Linked DNA regions of Mus musculus: region 1 is linked to region 2. A link is a contact called in public Micro-C data. All regions are on one chromosome and are shown on one strand. The core of a region is the stretch at or near the end of the contact, and the rest is flanking DNA. Distances in the headings are between cores, read along the strand shown.

Evidence for each region. Hi-C and Micro-C count contacts between places; a contact is called where the count stands out from the background.
Region 1: a contact with region 2 is called in a Micro-C map of the G1E-ER4 cell line, with 3 times the contacts expected there. The contact joins two enhancer-like sites. A contact is called at or near these places in 1 of 39 promoter capture datasets (hematopoietic stem and progenitor cells), 1 of 15 datasets of contacts at CTCF or cohesin (large pre-B cells), 2 of 484 Hi-C or Micro-C datasets (the G1E-ER4 cell line and bone marrow-derived macrophages), 5 of 115 datasets of contacts at active chromatin or transcription factors (CD4 T cells, bone marrow-derived macrophages, double positive thymocytes and 2 more) and 3 of 9 other capture datasets (adipose tissue, liver and pancreatic islet).

Annotation. Positions count from the first base shown.
Region 1 is chr7:125,667,870-125,672,600 of GRCm38.p6, forward strand. Gtf3c1 (general transcription factor III C 1) reads right to left here. Exons shown (of 37, transcript NM_207239.1): 13 at 2,606-2,709; 14 at 1,714-1,898; 15 at 1,280-1,549; 16 at 985-1,130; 17 at 125-222. Among named protein-coding and RNA genes, the nearest start is that of Gtf3c1, 37 kb to the right of the region's middle. Within about 2 kb of position 3,257, at least 8 of the 459 cell types and tissues checked have an H3K27ac peak or open chromatin away from gene starts, as enhancers often do. A contact at or near this core is called in the G1E-ER4 cell line, where this site is marked.
Region 2 is chr7:125,469,491-125,474,475 of GRCm38.p6, forward strand. It overlaps Nsmce1 (NSE1 homolog, SMC5-SMC6 complex component), which reads right to left. Exons shown (of 8, transcript NM_026330.4): 3 at 2,618-2,739; 4 at 2,385-2,462; 5 at 1,623-1,769. Among named protein-coding and RNA genes, the nearest start is that of Nsmce1, 19 kb to the right of the region's middle. Within about 2 kb of position 2,616, at least 173 of the 459 cell types and tissues checked have an H3K27ac peak or open chromatin away from gene starts, as enhancers often do. A contact at or near this core is called in the G1E-ER4 cell line, where this site is marked.

The DNA of each region.
Region 1 (4,731 bases), core at 2,007-4,506, 200 kb after region 2:
CTCACGTATCAGGTGAATGAACTACTGAGACCCTTTAAGGCTGTGCAGCAGGCAGGCAATGCCTTCTACTTCTCCCAGGGTTGGGAGAGCATCTGGGACCCAACCTTGTGGGACTTACTCTCACCTCTTATACAGTAGCTGCTGCCGGATGTGCCTGGGGAGGAAGCGGATCAGTGTGTGCTTCTTCAGCGGGTCATTCAGAAAATCCTCCAGGTTATCCACCTACAGAGGTCACCTGGAGGTTCAGCTCAGCCGCCAAGGTTTATGGAAAACCACTTAACACTGTGACCTCCCCATCTCTGCCTTGGGTCCCTATATCAACATCCCTCCCCCACACTCCCACCCCCAGATCACCCAGCACATGGCGGAGGGCAAGAATACATTCTGGTCCTGTAGAGAGGCACACAGCTGCTAAAGCCTTTCCAGGAGGCAAAAGGGGCATCCTCTCAGCAGGGAGGGATGACTGCTAATTCTATTCCCCAAATAGAAAACACTGCTATAATGTATAAGTGGAGAGGACTTATGATTTAAGTATAATCATAATTCAGTTTTTAAGAACAGGGAGACACATACACACACACACACACACATGAAAGACTAGAAGAAAATGTACCAAAAATATGACCAGTGATTACCTTTGGGTGATAAGGTTTTGGGTCATTTCTATTTGTTCCTTTTTGACATTATCACGTTTCTAAAAAGGTGTTTTATTGCTGCAACATATTTATTATCTTCTTCCCTAGCTAGCTTTCTGAAGTATACTGACTACCCATCCACCCAGCTAGTTCTTTTATCAATTCTACCCTACTCTATGTGGAATAACAATGGAACGCTTCAAACCTGAAATGCTTTCCCTTGACTGGCCATCTCAGCATCCACTCATTCACCACAGGGCAAACTCCACGGACTTGCCCTTGATCACACAGAGCACAGGCTTCCTGCCCCACTACCCGTAGATATGAGATGACCCAGAATCACAGGTACCTTGTAGCTGACTTGAACAAGTTGGACAAAGATGGAGAGGGGCAGGCAGAGAAGAATGTCACTGACAAGAGCCCAGCCAAAGCCAAAGTCTCTGTGGATCGGGATGGGAGGGACGTAGCGCATCCATGAGATCTCATCCACATACACTGCAAGACATCAAGAGTCACTTCAAGTAGCGAGTATGGTCAGGAGAAAATGGACTCACCCTGCCATCTCCTACCAACAGGCCCATGGCGCTCATTTATCTGTCTCTCCCTACACTCTCCACCCCAACATACAGACCCGCGGCTCTCACCTATCTCTGTGGAGAGTTCCATTTCTGACTCCCAGGAGCTGCTTTCTGTGTTGTTTTTGGCTTCAGAGGTGTCCCAGTCATCTCCTGAGGAGGGCTGAGCCCCTGGTCTGCTGGACTCCTGCTTGCCCGTTTTCCTCTCACTGTGGAGAGCAGGCTGCTCCCCAGTGTGGCCGGCAGGATGCCCATACACCAGGTACCACAGGAACAGGTGCATCGCCTTTAGGCGGGGCATCTTGGGAAGGAAGCCTATGGAGCGCCCGAGTCCAGGAACTGTAGGGAGAAAGGTGTGGGCAGTGCTTGAGCAGCCCCAGACTGTGTTGGTCCAGTTCATCCCACAGCTACCATGAGCTGCCTAGGGTCTGGGTGCCAGGGAGGTGACTTATAGACCACTGCTCAGAGCACAGCAGACAAAGGTGACGGAAGCTGCTCCTTACCTATGACAGGTTTATAATTTTTGAGTGGGGTTATGCCCATTTTCTCGTCAGTCTTTTTCACCCGAGTGCTTTCTGGCTTCGAGGATGTGTTTGGGTCAGAGTTTGCTGATCGACTTGGGACTTCTGGTTCTTGGTTTTCCTCTTCTGCTTCTTCTTGGGGCGCTGGGGCCGGTGGAACTTTAACTCTGCAGTCCAAACATAAGGTGCAGAAACACGTTAGAAGCAAAGACAAGGCCTATCTGCCAGGCCTGGGGTTTCAGACTCAACTGGTCATGGGACCAGGCAGATGACACACGTGAATGGCCTCTAAAACACGAAGGGCTCATGTGGGACCTTCAGAGGCTGCTATCCACAGGAAGGAAAAGGAACCCAGTGTGCTCTGTCTCCTGATGCTTCACAGATGCCAGTAACCAGCAATAAAAAAACTAATGTGATCAACCACTGCAGTTCCTCTGCCCACCAGGAGCCCAGCCACCTAAAAACTGCTTTTCACCAGTGTGCGTTCAGTCACTTAGGGTAAGATGATCGAGACTTCAAGAAAGCAAGTGACTTACTTATGCCACAACGAGACTGAGTTTCCTACACAGAAGCATTAATGGGGAGTGCTCCGATTGGTTACATTTACCACATGGACAGGCATCAGGGCAGGTAGTATGGCTCAGTGGGAAAGTGTTGGCCTAGTTTATGCAAAGCCCTGGTCGCTTCTCCATCACCATCAAAAGAAAGGTAAATTAGAACAAGAATACTAGAAGTTCAGAACTGGATCCCCATGTAGACTAGGTAAGTACGGGCCATAGCATCCAGCCAGCAAACCCAGGATCTCATGAAGTGTACGTAAAGCCTTTGGGAGGCTGCAGGCCTGGGCAGTTTAACTGGGAGTTCTTCCACTTGCCTGTTTGCTGTGCTTGAGTTGGAGATCCGGAAGCGAACCTGCTCAATAGCACTTCTCACAAGAGGATCATTCTGGTCCATAGATGGGTGCACGACCAGATCTACCTATGGGAAGAGGTTGGAGTGTCCCAGAGGGCAGGGCAGGTTTGACCTGAGGTTCCACAGAAGATATTTCCAACACACCCACAACTCAGAGTGAGGCAGAACACATGGTAGACAGTTCGCTGTTTCAGCTGCAGGCATCTGAACCTCTTAGGGATCATGTCACCATGTCTTGGACAACAACCGCTGGCCCTGCAGTTTCCCTGACCAGGCTGTCACAGCTCACCAGCTCTTCTGATAGCCGAGGCGGCCCCCCACACATGCTCCTCTGAGTTCCCTAACTGCACAAGAATCTGGAGAGGTGAGTGTGGCGTAAAAGCCTCTCCCTAGGGATCCAGGCAGAATGGTTACGAGTGCTTGCTGTTCCTTGAGATAAGGGGATAAAATCTGGGCAGTGAGTAGCAGATGTGCAGGAGTCAGGACACTAACTTCCGCACTGACAGACAGAATGGACTGGGTGCCGCAGGAGCAGCTTTCTGTGTTGCTGTCACTGCAGTGTGAAGGGCAGCAGCTGTGGGGACTGGGACAGGCAGCAGCACCCCTGGACTCTGCTTACCACTGATAAAAAGAAAACCCCACGCCCACCTCTGCAATGCATCCACCCATACTGCTGACTTCTTTGTGAGACCCAAATGAGATCCAGTTAGGCAACTTCTCCGTGAACTGAAAAGTACTTAGAGATGGCAGCTCCTGTTGGCCCCTTGTCCTAGGCCAGCAGTGAATTCCTCAATAGCCTAAGGGTTAGGGGGCTATAGGAGCATGGGCTTCCGCCAGTCACCAACAGCCTGGGCCAAGCAAGTCCTATTAGAGAACAAGCCTCAGCAGTGAACTTCAAACCCAATTTAGAAGCATACGACAGTTTTCCCATGTGCGGCCCTGCAGCTGGAGGCTCCATTTCCACCAACTTTCATTCCTGTGGTTACGTGGCCCTGTTTGTTGACCTGACACCCTCATCCCCTCCCTCAGGCTCTGATCTTCACTAGCTAGCCTTTTAGGCTGGCACTAGATAAGCCAATCTTGAGGCCAGATCGTCTCCCTAGGCCCAAACTGGGGGAGGATTTGTTGCCCTCGACAGTGATACCGAGGAAGCCTGACAGAGCAGCTTCTGTAAAACCTGCTGACGTCACAGGTGCCCCTGCCGCTGGGCTTCAATGTGTCCTTCAGTGAGGAAGGCTGGCATATGACTGACTGCCACTCAAGTGGATTCATGGCAGACAGCTGTGGATGAAGGAGCTAGGTCAAGGAGACAGCTGTGGATGAAGGAGCTAGGTCAAGGAGACAGCTGTGGATGAAGGAGCTAGGTCAAGGAGACAGCTGTGGATGAAGGAGCTAGGTCAAGGAGACAGCTGTGGATGAAGGAGCTAGGTCAAGGAGACAGCTGTGGATGAAGGAGCTAGGTCAAGGAGACCTGATGGCTTTATTTGGAGGTGACTTGCAGCAGATATAAAAGCCCACGAGTCCTGTCTACATGCAACAGCTAACTCTATTTCTTAGGTCACTTTTTAGTATTGCTGTATCTCAAAAAAATAAAAAAGATTTATGAATGCAGAGATGACCTTGTCCACTTAGGAGTGAAACTAAGTATCAAAGCAGGGCTCCTTCAGAGCTGAGAGAAAATCCAGTCAGAAATTACGGGGCTGTGAAGGCAGTCCCACTGCTTTCAGCCTGAATGTCCAGTGCACCATCCCAATTACTCTGACCCTGAAAAATTGATGCTGTAAAGTGTGTGCAAAGCTGCTGAGCTACAGTTACTATGGGAACAGCTCCCATCACAGTGCTACAGAAACAGATACGTGGAGATGGAAGAAACAGACACATCCCAGACTGGCCACGACCCTTCTAGATCCTAACACTGTCCTGTGTAACTGCAACAGGTCTGCTTCCTTCTTGTTCCAGCCTAAGCCAACTCACTGCTCTAATGCTACCAGCTTCCACAGGAAGTCTACCAGCAGGGCTCCTACTCTCTACATTAAGAGGCAGAACTGGATGTCCCAATCACTAACAAGAAAGATCAATCAGTATACA
Region 2 (4,985 bases), core at 1,366-3,865:
AAGATAACCCCAGCCGGGTGCCCACTTCCCAGCCCTTTACCACCAGTGTTGCCCCATCACTGCCAGCCCTGCCTGCCACTTTACAAATGAAGCTGGAAGAGCCAGCGTGGAGGCTCAGTGATCCTGGGCATGTGACGTGGACAGAGGGAAGCTGACAGGACGGCCACACACAAAGGTGGCCCTGTAATAGAAGGAGGCTGAGGAGACAGTCCAACAAGATAGTCCCCCTGATACTGTTGTCTTCCACACTGGAGTTCCCTCCCCACCCACCAGTGGGGAAGGATGCTTGTGGAAGACAGGCTTCCTTTCCAAGGCAGAAGTGGCAGGGTGGAAACAGAGCATTTATGAGGCGGCCTGGTGACTAAAGAAGTGAGTGAAATTAGTTCCAGGAGCAAGAGTGGGCAGTGGGCAAGGAGTTCAGAAATAGAAAGGCTGTTGTACACAGAGCACAAGAATCCTGAGCAGTGGTTATTGCTAGGCAGACAGGGACGTGGGGCCTCCTCAGATGTGGCAGGAGCATGGCTAACTTGCAAGCTAGTCTCAGTTCTGTGGGAACCTGTCAAAGATCCCGGGTCCATACTAGTGGCCAGCTTCCTGAACCTCCTTCTCCTGCTCTTGAGGCTGCATGCCACTAGAGGGAGCCAACCTGAACTACGAGGAAAGGTGGGCCAAGCTCTGATGCCTGACTTACCACCCTCCAGTCCAGAGCCTCCTAGTGGACCATCCAGCTGCATAATACCTAAGCCCTTGAGCAATGAAACCTTGTGGGAAGCCTTAGCAAAGGGAGGCTGCATTTCTGAGGCCAAAGATGCCTCTAAAACCGAGTCCCTCGGATCAAGGAACCAGATGCCTAGGAAGGCTTGGCAGGGACCAGCCAGCAACCCGGTCAACAATCCTTCAGTGGGGCCCCTACAGAACTCACAGCAGCCCTGCCCAGAAAGTGGAGGAGCCCAGAGGTGCTCTCCCAACCGCGACCCCTACTGCCTGAGCCTGTGCCTTCCTTCACCAGATACATGGTGAACGAGAACTCAAGGGATACCCAGTGACAGGACTGAGAAGATTGAGGGGCTGATGGGTGGCAAGGTGGAGGGCCTCCATGCTCCCCTCCACAACAGCTCACAGATTTTTTTCAGGACTCCCATTAAACCCTTGCAGCCAAAAAAAAAAAAAAAAAAAGCTGAGCAGTGGTGGCACACACCTTTAATCCCAGCATTCTTTGGGAGGCAGAGGCAGGCAGAATTCTTAGTTCGAGGCCAGCCCGGTCTACAGAGTAAGTTCCAGAACAGCCAGGGCTACACAGAGAAACCCTGCCTTGAAAAAAAAACAAAACAAAACAAACAAACAACAAAAAAGAAAACGCTTGCAGCAGCTCCAAGCTGTCTACAGAAGGGACAGCCAGCAACTTCATTCTGAAAGGCATCTGATAAGCCTTCCATTGATTCCAGCCTCTTCCACTTGTGGCTGCAGCACTTAAGACAGACCATGTGAAAGTCAGGGAACACAGGCTCTCCTCTCAGAGGTCATGGAAAGCTTACAATAGAGAAGGGCCCACAGACAGGCCGGGCTCAACTGCTAGCACACAGACTGTGCACTCCTGAGTGAACGGGGAGGCCCCAGGGTACCTCAATCAACCACTTGCTCTGCACAAACTTCTGCAGCACCTGCTCGGCCTCCTTCTTCCTCATCTTTTTCCCTTTGAGTTGATCAACTAGGTTCAAAATGTTTGTAGAAGAAGCAAAGCCAGTTTCTGAGTCAACGATCAGTTCCAGCTGCAAGAGAAAGAGGTGCCTTATTCATCTATTTGAATAACAAACTCGACACCTAAGCCTCCAGCCAGCCCTGGTAGGAGAAGCTGCATGGACCCACACCAGGCACATCCCTACGACAGGTGCTAGGTATCCAATGTGCACACAGGTTGTGGCCCTTGTCCTAGCTTTATTCTCCACACACTGTAGACAGCCTAGGAGCACCACAAAATGGTTAAACTAGAAAGTCTACCTGCCTCGATGGGCCCAGTCAAGCTGAAACTGGAGAGGGGCGCTCCTTTCCCACCTTCCCCAGAGCTGCTATGTGCTCCCAGGACTCAGAACGTCTTAGCCAGGTGTGTGGCACATGGGCTGAGCACACTGCTACAAAGCTTGGACAAACCGTCCAGTGAGCGCCTCATTAAAGTGCAGGGCTGGGTTTGGAGCATTCTGGGCCAGGGACTGGGACCCATGCACTCCCACGAGTTCTCAGGTGCTCTGTTTGACAGGTAGCTTAAGGCCTGTCACTCCCTGTGAGACCCAGGAAGCTGGGAAGCATGACAGTGGCCTCCACAATTGCCGTTTCTATTTCCTCCCGTTAGAAACGCTGCATATGGTAGCAATGAGTACTGTACTCACAGCCTTTCTAAACAGATCCAGCTCGTTCTCTGCAAAATCCGTAGCCATTTTGGAAACTGAAGTTGTAGCAAGATTCACCTAAAAATAAACCACATAAGGATCAGGCCACGTGTCCACCACAAAGCTGATCACTTTCTCACCCCTCTCTCAGAAGCATGGGTCCCGCACGAGCCACTGCAGAGCCCTCTGAGCCAGTTTCTCAAAATGCCACTAGAGGGCGCTGCCTCGCATACCAGTGCATAAATGGGTCTCCCATCATCTTCCGTGACTCCTTTCTTTATCTCAATATACAGAGACTCCAGGACACTGTTGATGTTGTTGATGAAGTCCTCCAGCTTATCTACAGTCGCATTTCCTGGAAATAAGCAGGCAGGGATGGGAGTGGATTCGTCGAAAAAGCACACACAGCCTGTTTCAATCTCTGGCCCCTGACCACACTAGCAGCCCCAACAGAAATGTTTTGGCTTTCTTGGGCCAATGCCAATATTGTGGTTTCTTTCTTCCCGGAGTGCTCAAAGATAAGCTGAGACAGATGGTGTAGTGAGGCAGAAAGGCGGACAAGATTGTTATCTCAGACCACTGAGACAGTAGCCTTCCTTCCTCTTCCCCAAGGCTTCATGCTGCACCAGTGGCCCTCCACAGCTCCCTCCTCCTAGAAAGCTAGCCAGGACACATCTGAAGGCCTTGGGCCAGCCCAGGCCTGAGCCACAACAGGGTAAGTGAGGCACTCACAGCAGAAGAGGCCCTGTTCTAAGCATAATCCAAGCAGCTATTGCCCAAGTGTCCTCCCACTGGCCCTTCTCGGGCCCTGGCAGCTCTGAGCACAGGCAGAGACGGTGTGAACTGTGGGAGCCTGGCTCTAGCGGAAGCTCCTGCTATGCCACCATCAGGAGGCCACCAGCCATCAGGAGGCCACCAACAGGGACCTTTTTGAGAGCCATGAGTCTGAGGAGGGGAAAAGGTCCAGAAGCAGGGGGCTTGGGTGAACAGATACTAACAGCTGGTGAGAAAGACCAGGAAAGGATGCAAAGGGAGAGGGCATGTGTTACACATCCCAGCTTGGAGAGTCAGCCCCTCTGTCGGCTACAGAACCTGCTCTAACACAGTGAAGGCATACGGCCAGCTTCATACACTAGAATTACCGATCTGCAGTGTGATACTTTCAAGACCAGAGTATACCTGTTTTCACTTATTAAAATAATGTCAAAGGATTTATACTTTAGAGTTACTTTGGGAAGCCCAGCAGTGGTAGCTCACGCCTTTTAACGCCAGCACTCGGGAGGCACAGGTAGGCCTCAGAGTTTAACAGGCAGCCTGGTCTGCAGACTGAGTTTAGGGACAGCCAGGGCGACACAGAGAAACCCTGTCATGAAAAAAAACAAAACAAAACAAAAAAAAAACAAGCAAAAAAAAATTTTAAATAAAGAAAAAAAAACAAAAAACAGAACCACTGAGAAAAAAACTGCAGGAAAAACAAAAACAGAAACAGACACCATGCCACCATTTATGTTACTAAGCTTACTAAGGCTTGCACTAGAAAGAAGACTCATCTAAAGGGTCAGTCTCACTTCCTACAGAAAGTGGGCATTTCTAACACTGTGTAACAAAAATAAAGCCAGCTTAAAAGACAAAAGGTAATATTGGTAGCAGGGGAAGACATGCAACATTAAGGGCAAACAAAGACCCAGACTCATGGGTTCACAGTAATAGCAACATACATGTGCTGCAGTGGCTCTTTGTCCCTTTGTTTAATAAATCCAAGTTAAATGAAAAATCAGTATCAGCTATTAAGTGGAAAACAATGATGCGGGAGGAGGAAGCCAGGACTCAGAGCTGACATTCGCACCTCCCACTGCGGCCCCCTGACACCAGAGCCGATGCAAAGGGGCCTTTCCCATGACACACTCTGCTGGGCATGTAAGATGGCTGACACACGGTGAGGACCCCTTCTCGTCCCAGGTACCAACTTTGAAAGACTGATACTAATTCTGACAAGGGACTCAGGTGCTCAAGAGCCACTGTAATAGAAACAACATGGCTTCCCAGGGAGGAATCACTTTACACACTCAGGAAGGAAGGAGGATGTGTCCGGCGCTGGCTAATGCCCAAGGAGGAACTGGCCCTGAACAGATGAACTTCTATACCCCAGGCTTGTGCACTTTACATAGCTGACCTCTTTAATAAAATCACTTTTAGGTCCCAGCCCCAAGTCATACTTAGAACAATTTATAGAGAGACAGGTAGAGACTACAAGTCTGTCCTCTTGGGCAGATGGGAGACTTACACAGCAAAGACACTGCCAAAACTCTCTCTTATGTACATCAGTGCTGGTCTTTTCGAATAGTTGTTACCTAGGTCCACTTGCCCACCTGGCAGGCAGGACTACTGATGGTTGTGATCCTGCACTGCCCTCTTTGAGCTGCCGTTAGAGGTATGTCTTTGGGAATGGGCCTAAAGGCTGGTTCTAAGTCAGTAATGTCTCCTTTGTTATGGGACTGGAACCTAAAGGCTGGTCACTCCTGCGAAGCAAACATTTACATCCTAGGATTCTCAACTGCCCCTATTGCAGCGGGCCTGTTTAGCAGACCACTTATCTCTGGA